Linked DNA regions of Sus scrofa: regions 2 and 3 are each linked to region 1. Evidence: chromatin contacts called from public HiChIP or PLAC-seq data. All regions are on one chromosome and are shown on one strand. The core of a region is the stretch at or near the end of the contact, and the rest is flanking DNA. Distances in the headings are between cores, read along the strand shown.

Region 1 (2,650 bases), core at 45-2,544:
TCGGCTCCAGGCCCAGGACTTGGATGACAGAGAGAGGCCTGCAGACCCTCCCCTCTAGTTGGAGAAATGACCTTCTCATCCTGGAGAGTGCTCTAGAACTTTCTATAGCTCCCTACTGCCTCTAGGAAGGCTGCCTGCCCTCACTCACTGTCTCCCTCTGGGCCAGCGTCTGGACCAATAATAGAGTAAGGGGAGCTGGGGATAAAAGGCTCCTCCTAGCTCTAAAAACGTGAAGCCCCCCTTGCTCCAGACCCCCCTGCCTTCCTCCTCAAAGCCCCCCCTTTTCCTGCTCCTCGGAGCATCCCACGTGGCCCTGAACCCCTACACCACCTACCCAGGGTCCACAGAGACTCACACCTAACAGGCTCACATTTAGATCTTCTTACACTATAATGGGCCAGTATGTACTTTAGCCGAACACCTCAATAGCACATTTACACACCCGTCTCAGATTTCAGAGGTCCATACTCTGTGGCCTCGGAGACCTTCCAGTGGCAGTTCTCTCCAAGTTCAGCATCCTGGGGGCACTTCATCCAAAGGCACAGTCAGGGGGCCCCAGGGAGGGCCAGCTTCAGTCAGTGTGTGGCCTGGGTCTCTGAACACTCCCATTTAACTCCCCCGCAACACACACACACACACCCCGATGCAGCCGGTAGGTGGGCTTCATCTGGCTGCTGGCTGCCATTCGGCCCTACGGTTTTGTCCCCTCTTGGGGTGGTGGGGCTGAAAGGGCCACTGGAGAAAAAGCAGGCTGGGGTTGGGGCGAGGGGGTGATGAATTCACTTCCGGACGCATCAGATCAAAGGTGCCTGTGAGGGTGTCCAGGGGGAGGGTCAGGGGGCGGCAGGATGGACGCTCCAGTGCCACAGGGTGGGCATCTCCTCCGGAGAGAAAAGACCCAGAATCAAATGCAGAGTCTTCTGCTGAACCCATAGCAAGAGAGAAAGGAGAAGGGAAGGAGGGAGACTGCAGGGAGGAAGGAGGAGTCGCTAGCTCGGACCGGACAAACGAAGGGACCCGGATCTGTTGGGTACCTCGTTCCAGGGCCGGTGACCCATAAGAACCCGAAACCAGAAGGCGTGGGCCGGAGGCGTGGCCGCCAGGGGAGCGCGCAGCGCCGCTTCGCGGGCGAGCAAACTGAGGCGGGAAGGGCGGTAGGCCTCAGCGCGTCCCACCTTCCGCAGGGCCGGGCGGCTCCCCGCGGTGACCGCCGCGAGGGCAGCGGAGACTGGAGTAAGGGGCTGGTGCGGAGCCGAGACCGCGCAGCGTTGGCGGGCTGCTCGCGGGGGGCGCGGCCGCAGCACCGCCGGGAGGCGCGGCTCGCTGGGCTGAGCGGGGCGGGGCCGGGCCGGGCGGGGAGGCGGGCGGGCGGCCGCGTGGCCACAGCACCACCTGGCGGCCATAGGGGCGAAGGTCGCCGCCGTTGCCAGCCGGGGCTTCCCGGTACCCCACCTGACCCCGCCAGCACCAAAACGGCTGCCCTCAGGCCCCAGGCAAAATTCCCCCCGTCTACGTATTTAAAAGCGGACCGCATGGACCCGTTGCTGTCACATACACCCCCCCTCCAAAGAGAATGGGCATTCTCTCCTTGAGATCTTAGCTCTTCTCCCAAACAGTGATGCCTAAATGCAGAATCTCACATTCGTGTGACCCCCGTCCTCACCCGACCTCACTTTAAACTCAGGCAGCGGAGGGTGTCTGAAAGCTCCCTTTTACTGTGCTGAGTTTAAGGTCCTAAAGGCAGAACCCACTTCCCACCCTGGCCATCCTAATAATAGCTAAGGGGCACTTCCTTCCTCAGTGCCAGGGGCTCTTCTAAGCAATTTCCAGGTAAGATTCCCACATAGGCCTACTGTTATCTGCATATGAATGAGGTCGCTGAGGCGCAGAGAGGCTTAGGAACTTGCCCAAAGTCACACAGTTAGAGGGGAAGGTAGGATGTTAATCTACGCAGTCTTGATTCCGAAAGAGGAAAGGGCATAAAAAAGGAATGGGGTGTGGTGGGAAAAAGAAAATTCTCGTCTAAGACAGGGCGGTCCTGGAGTGCTGGAGCCCCTATTTTGTGGAGGGTCCAGGGCATCTTATTTCAAGTTCCCTGGTATCGGGGGACAGGCCATGAGCATGAGTGAACTGCCCAGGCCAAGGCTTAGAGCAGCTAGATGGAGCCATGGGGAGGGAGTGGGAGTTCTCTCCCCACCCACCACCCACCCAGGCCTCTGTCCATCTGCTGGCCTATGGGTGGTCCACAAGGCAGGAGAAGGAAAGCAGCTTCAGGGAAGAACTAAGCATGGAGCATGTGCCTGTCAGAATGATTTCTCCAAGCTCCATCAATGCCTCCAGCACAGGGACTCGCTGTGCCCTCACTTTCAGCTGTGGCCCTCCCTTACCTGTGTCCAACGTGTGCCACACATGCAAGAGCAGAATCCTCACTGGCTGCCTGATTCCTTTGTCTGGCCTCCAGCACAGGAGAACTGAGTACCTTTCCGAGCTTTTTCCTCCAAGCTTTCCGGTCAATCTGTTATAAACCCACCCAGGTCCCTGCACACCTCCCCGCCCCACCCCACCCCCACCCCCACGTGGTGTCTGCAGGCTGCAGAGCTGAGCCTGGTGCATCGGAGGGGCTAGCAGGGGAGGGAAGGGAAACTAGAGC
Region 2 (2,650 bases), core at 73-2,572, 460 kb before region 1:
TTTTAATGAACTTTACCATCCAAAGTTGGCCGAGAGAAGGCAAGTCAGATTTTGCCAATCAATTGGAATTGATTACTTCTCGAAAGCCAAGCCTCAGCTTGCAGGAAACACACACAAACACACCCAATATTTGGGGGTTAGTTTGATTTCCTGAGAAAAAGGAGTTCTTGGCAGCCTGAGATAATGATGGATCAGCCTTTGCAAAATCCCCAGGACACTGGGGCTTTTTGAGGGAGCCTGCGCAGGCAGAGTAAGCTTTGGCAGCCTTGGAGTTCAGGCCAGGCCTCTGCCTGGAACGCCTTTTTTTTTTTTTTTTTTTTTTTTTTTTGTTTTTTAGGGCCACACCCATGGCATATGGAGGTTCCCAGGCTAGGGTTCCAATCGGAGCTATAGTTGCCGGCCTATACCCCAGCCACAGCAACTTGGGATCCAAGCCTTGTCTGTGACTTGTACCACAGCTCACGGCAACACAGGATCCTTAACCCACTGAGCAAGGCCGGGGGTCAAACCCACATCCTCGTGGATGCTAGTAGGTTCGCTAACCACTGAGCCACAACAGGAAGTTTTTTTAAGTTCATTACCCTTCCATCCATTCATGTATAGAACTCAACAGCACTGATGGAGATTGATTATCCAGGTGTGGAGCCAGGCTCTGGAATTTCAGAGATACACCTGTCGGCAGGTAGAGACCAGGCTTTCCTGGAGGAAGGCAGAGGTGCCATAGGAACTCGGGGGAGGGAGGGCCAGGCTGGGCTGCATCCTGCAGGATGAGGGTGCATTCTCCTGGGGAACAAGAGAGGGGAGAGATGCTCTCTTTGCCCTCCAAGCTTTCACAGCGGCTGTCCTTCCACCTGGAAATTTCTAGTCCCTGCCACAACCACCCTCATCTTTACCAGAAAAACTTAATACATCCTCTGTCTTAGCTTGTGAGAGCATCTCTTCATGGAACATGAGCCCCTCGATGAGAAGGGCCCAGCTTGTTCCCTGCTCTACAGGGGTTAGGACAGCACCTAGCACAGTATCAGGCACACAGGAGGTGCTCAGTGACTGCTTACTGAATGTGGAGTTTCTGAATGGTCTTAGACCAGAGAGGTAAAGGGCTGCCCCTGGAATACAGCAGGAAGATGGCTGGGGACATGGGGGTGGCATCTACTGAGGACCCACTCTGCAGACAGCCCAGTCCCGGACACCCTGCATGCATTGTGGGAGTGGTGAGTGAGGGCAAGTGGTGTCTCTGGAAGGGGAGCCCTGCAGACAGAGAAGGGTTGGGGAGCAGAGCCAGGGCTGAGCCCTCACATCTTGGCTTCCTGCCCCTTTAGCCCCATCCACTCTTCAGAGCACCAGGCCCCCGTCTGCAGTGAAGGGGGCCCTTCATCAACATCTCCAGGCTGAGAGAGGACCTCACAGAAGGAGGGGTTGGGGACAAGGCCAGAGGGGGAGCCTCTCCATCAGGGCTCAGGACACAGAGCTCCCGGGTGAGATGGGGCTGAGCTGGGAAGGAGCTGGGCTCTGTGTGAAGCCGGCTGAGCTCTGCAAAGGGAGAACCTGCGAGGGCAGGGGCCAGGGATGGCAACAGAGAGAGAGAGAGATCCAAGGAAGAGAAGGATGTGGCAAGAGAGGAAAAAGAGAGTAGGGCAGATCGAAAAGGAAATGAACGGAGTTGGAAAGAGACATTCAAAAGCAATGGAGGAGTTCCCCTGTGGCCTGGTGGAACTGAATCCGACTAGGATCCATGAGGACACAGGTTTGATCTCTGGCCTCACTCAATAGGTTAAAGATCTGGTGTTGCTGTGACTATGGTGTAGGCCAGCGGCTGTAGCTCGGATTTGACCCCCTAGCCTGAGAACTTCCTTGTGCCTTGCGTATGGTCCTAAAAAGCAAAAAAAAAAAAAAAAAAAAAAAAAAACGGAACCAAGGGACAAATAAACCGAAGAAAACATGTTGGAGGAGGCAGACATGGACTAGGAGAAAAACAAGGGCAGGGCAAATGACCCCAGTTATGAAGGCTGGTCTGAGAAAGGCAGGCAGTGCTGGGCTCTTGTGCAGGCCCAGCCCAGCCCAGCCCTCCCAGGGGCCTGGACCACCAGGTCATCCAGCTCCATGAACAGCTGGGCCATGAAGAGCTGCCTATGTACTGAGTACCACTCAGGTGCTTAGATGGTGATGCTCCCCTCTGGTGTTCTGAGTCCTGTGTCGGGTGTGCTGGGAGGTGGAGGCAGGAAGAAGAAGGAAGGATGTAGGGAGCAGAGGGGACTCCAGGGCTCTGGGCTTTGGACCACTGCCCCCTCAGATGGCTGCAGAGGGTGGACTGCCCAGCCCTCAGCTCACGGTTGCTTGGCCTTGACCTTGAACACTGAGTCGTCTGATCTGGCTCTTCATTTTAGAATTGGCCCCACCATTCACCCAAGGCCAGCATAGGGCACCCACAGCTCAGAACTTCCATGGGGCCTGACAAACGGAGCCCAGGGGCTCTGACCCCCGTCCCGGCTGGGAAACCAAGGCCTAGTTCCTTCCCTTTTCTTTTCCTTTTTTTTTTTTTGGTTTTTTTGGTTTTTGGGGGGCTGCACCCACAGCACACATGGAGGTTCCCAGGCTAGGGGTCAAATTGGAGCTACAGCTGCTGGCCTATGCCACAGCCACAGCAACGCAG
Region 3 (2,650 bases), core at 82-2,581, 400 kb before region 1:
GTAAAGCTACACAAAATAGCAGCAGCGTGTACTCCTCATTAGCCACTCATAAGAACCATGGGGCTGGGTGACTGTGCATATGACACTTTCAAACATTTTTGATAAACCAACAAATATAAAGAAGGGGGTCAGTTGCTCCTCAGATCACTGGACTAAATGGAGAAAGAAAAAGATGACCTCAGAGGTTTAAATTCCCAGCTTGAGTTATTGTATAAATGAGAATCCTAATACAATCTGTAGGAGGGGAGGACAGACAACAGTCATGGAAATGTCCAGTGGATGCTCCGAGGTTGTGCCGGGAATGGAGGAACGGTGTAACAGTGTGAGATGAAAGCGATTGTAGCTGTGGAACAAGCACGGAGCAAGGATGCGGGAAACTCTGGACCCAGCATCAAAGAGCTCTCCTCCTCCATGGCATTTCCTTCTCACGTCTGGCTTTATTTCTGATGATGAAATGAGGTATATAAAGCCCCCAGCTTCAAGAGAACGGCACTTTTTTTTCCCCCTGAGAAAGAGGAAACAGGGATGAGGCAAAAAAGAGGATGAAGCATGTGGGGATGTGGGTGGGCCTGGGGCAAATTCAGAAACAGTCATCTTCGCTCCAAGGAGACAATCTGCTCCATGGAAGTCATATCTTGCCTTCTGGGCAGGGGAAAAAAAAAAAAAAAAAAAAACAACTTTGTTCAAATATTATTGTTCTAAAGTAATATAGGCTCCATGAAGAAAGTGTTCAGAGTAAAGAAAAGGAAATTAGAGATAGAAAAATCATCCACAGACCCAGCACCCAAAGACATTTACTGTTGCTAACATTCCAGGGTGTTTCTTTTCAGATAAAGAATGTAATTTTTAGGGATATGAGATGCTGTCAATCAATGGAGAGCCATGACTACAGGGGACACAGGGGAGCAAGGGAGCAGCCCATCCAGTTCCTGAGCTGCTGTCACACCCCCAGGGCAGGGGGTGGCAGAGCTGGGGAGCCAGGCACCTCATCACCAAGCCTCGGGTACGGTCTCCAATAAGCTCCCTAGGATTAGGTTCTGAGGCGCCTGTTGTGGAGCTGCCTACGGATGGTCCTCCCTGGGGCTGGGTTTTCAGGGCCCACGACAGGGCTGAGCCTTTGCTCCATCTCGCATCTCTACCTAAACACTCAGGCCTGGGATGCATCAAAGTGCAGAGTTGCGTGTGTGTGACACAGCTTGGCTTCCCAGGACGGAGGCCAGGCATGGGGACAGGGCCCAGATGGCAGGAGCTGTGCTTATAAACAGCGTGTGGGAGGTCCTGTCACCAGGGTGAGCCTTATCTCCGCCTGCCTGGCTCCCAGCCCCGAATCCTGGGTGAGATCAGCAGCGGCTGGTGCCTGCATGCGTCACCCAGAGCCAGTGCCATCCCCACCCAGCCTGCAGCATCTGCAGCTGCCAGTGTCCCTGGAGGCAGGAAAGCCAGAGGCAGTGTAGCCCCTGGAAGGGGTCAGTAGCCAGGGGGCGGGGGAGGGAAGGGGACATTCACTCTCAACCAGGCCACTATCAGCTTGTCAGCATTTTTCCTGGTTCAAGCCCGTGCCCAACAAACCTTGGATTCTTGTCCCACATTAATGGGTCAGGAGAAGAGAGGCCCATTTCCCCCAGCTCCAGAGGGTACAGACTCTTTCTTTCCCTGGAAATCTATCTGGAAGGAGGCTGCTGCTGCTGCTACTGCTGCTGCTGCTGAAGACAGTTGGCAGCAGGACCCTCGACAAAGTCTCTGTCTCTTTCTGGGTCTTAGTCTCCCACCTGAGAAAGGTGAAAGGGCCACCACGCTAAGGGGCGAGCTCCCAGAAAGCAGTACTACCCAGGGTCTGAAAATGACATTGGAGGAGAGGATTTGCCCTTGATCTAGGGTTGGATCCTGTCTACACTGTGTGACTTTAGGCTGGAGATCTCACATTCGCCATGCATGTGATTTACAAAGTTAGGACAAGAGTTTCTGCATCACTAGAGGGACACATGATGATGAACAAGGTGGAAAGAAACACGGGCGCATCTGATCAAGAAAACATTTTCTCCTTTGCAAGGTGAGGGCTGAGCTGTCGCACTCGGGGACTGTGCCTCTAACATCTTATGTCCACTTGTAACTAGCTACTAGGGTGTCAGGAAGCCTTGACCTTCAGGCCCATTTGCCAGACCTTCACAGAGGGGAGAGCCGGGCTGGGCTGGGCTGTCCCTCCTGGTGTGGGCACGGCAGCACCTGGAGAAGCATTCTCCAACAGAAACACCATGTGAGCTGTGTTTGTAACTTTAAATTTTCTGGTTGTTACATTTTTTTAAAGTAAAAAGAAAGAGGTGACATTAATATTACTATAGCCTATTTAACCCAATATACCCAAATATTACTTCAATGTAGAATAAATATAAAAAATATGAGTCCTGTTTTTCCTTTTTTATCCTAAATTTTCAAAACCTGGAACGCTTTTAGAGTTACAGGCTAACTCAATTCAGATGATACATTTTTATTAGAAAGACCCAACTCTACAATTAGATCTCTTTTCTCTCTGCGTTCATGTACTGATTGACTTCTCAGAACTCAGAAGATCAGACCCACTGTTTTGGTTGCAAAGGACACTAGCAATTGTTTCCACTCCTGCCTGGGAGCTTCCTTCATCTTGGCTGCCAGA

The links. HiChIP or PLAC-seq counts read pairs in DNA pulled down with a chosen protein or histone mark.
Region 2: a contact with region 1 is called in an H3K27ac HiChIP or PLAC-seq map of skeletal muscle, with 5 times the contacts expected there. The contact joins two enhancer-like sites. A contact is called at or near these places in 6 of 47 Hi-C or Micro-C datasets (embryonic fibroblasts, heart right ventricle, omental adipose tissue and 1 more) and 1 of 2 datasets of contacts at active chromatin or transcription factors (skeletal muscle).
Region 3: an H3K27ac HiChIP or PLAC-seq map of skeletal muscle shows a contact between it and region 1, with 5 times the contacts expected there. The contact joins two enhancer-like sites. A contact is called at or near these places in 1 of 47 Hi-C or Micro-C datasets (heart right ventricle) and 1 of 2 datasets of contacts at active chromatin or transcription factors (skeletal muscle).

What each region holds. Positions count from the first base shown.
Region 1 is chr6:27,036,562-27,039,211 of Sscrofa11.1, forward strand. No RefSeq gene overlaps it. Among named protein-coding and RNA genes, the nearest start is that of CDH5, 71 kb to the right of the region's middle. Within about 2 kb of position 1,295, at least 27 of the 83 cell types and tissues checked have an H3K27ac peak or open chromatin away from gene starts, as enhancers often do. A contact at or near this core is called in omental adipose tissue and skeletal muscle, where this site is marked.
Region 2 is chr6:26,574,644-26,577,293 of Sscrofa11.1, forward strand. The region is part of intron 7 of LOC102162742 (a long non-coding RNA gene); the gene reads right to left. Among named protein-coding and RNA genes, the nearest start is that of CDH5, 530 kb to the right of the region's middle. Within about 2 kb of position 1,323, at least 9 of the 83 cell types and tissues checked have an H3K27ac peak or open chromatin away from gene starts, as enhancers often do. A contact at or near this core is called in omental adipose tissue and skeletal muscle, where this site is marked.
Region 3 is chr6:26,641,255-26,643,904 of Sscrofa11.1, forward strand. All of the region lies in intron 2 of LOC102162742 (a long non-coding RNA gene), which reads right to left. Among named protein-coding and RNA genes, the nearest start is that of CDH5, 470 kb to the right of the region's middle. Within about 2 kb of position 1,332, at least 8 of the 83 cell types and tissues checked have an H3K27ac peak or open chromatin away from gene starts, as enhancers often do.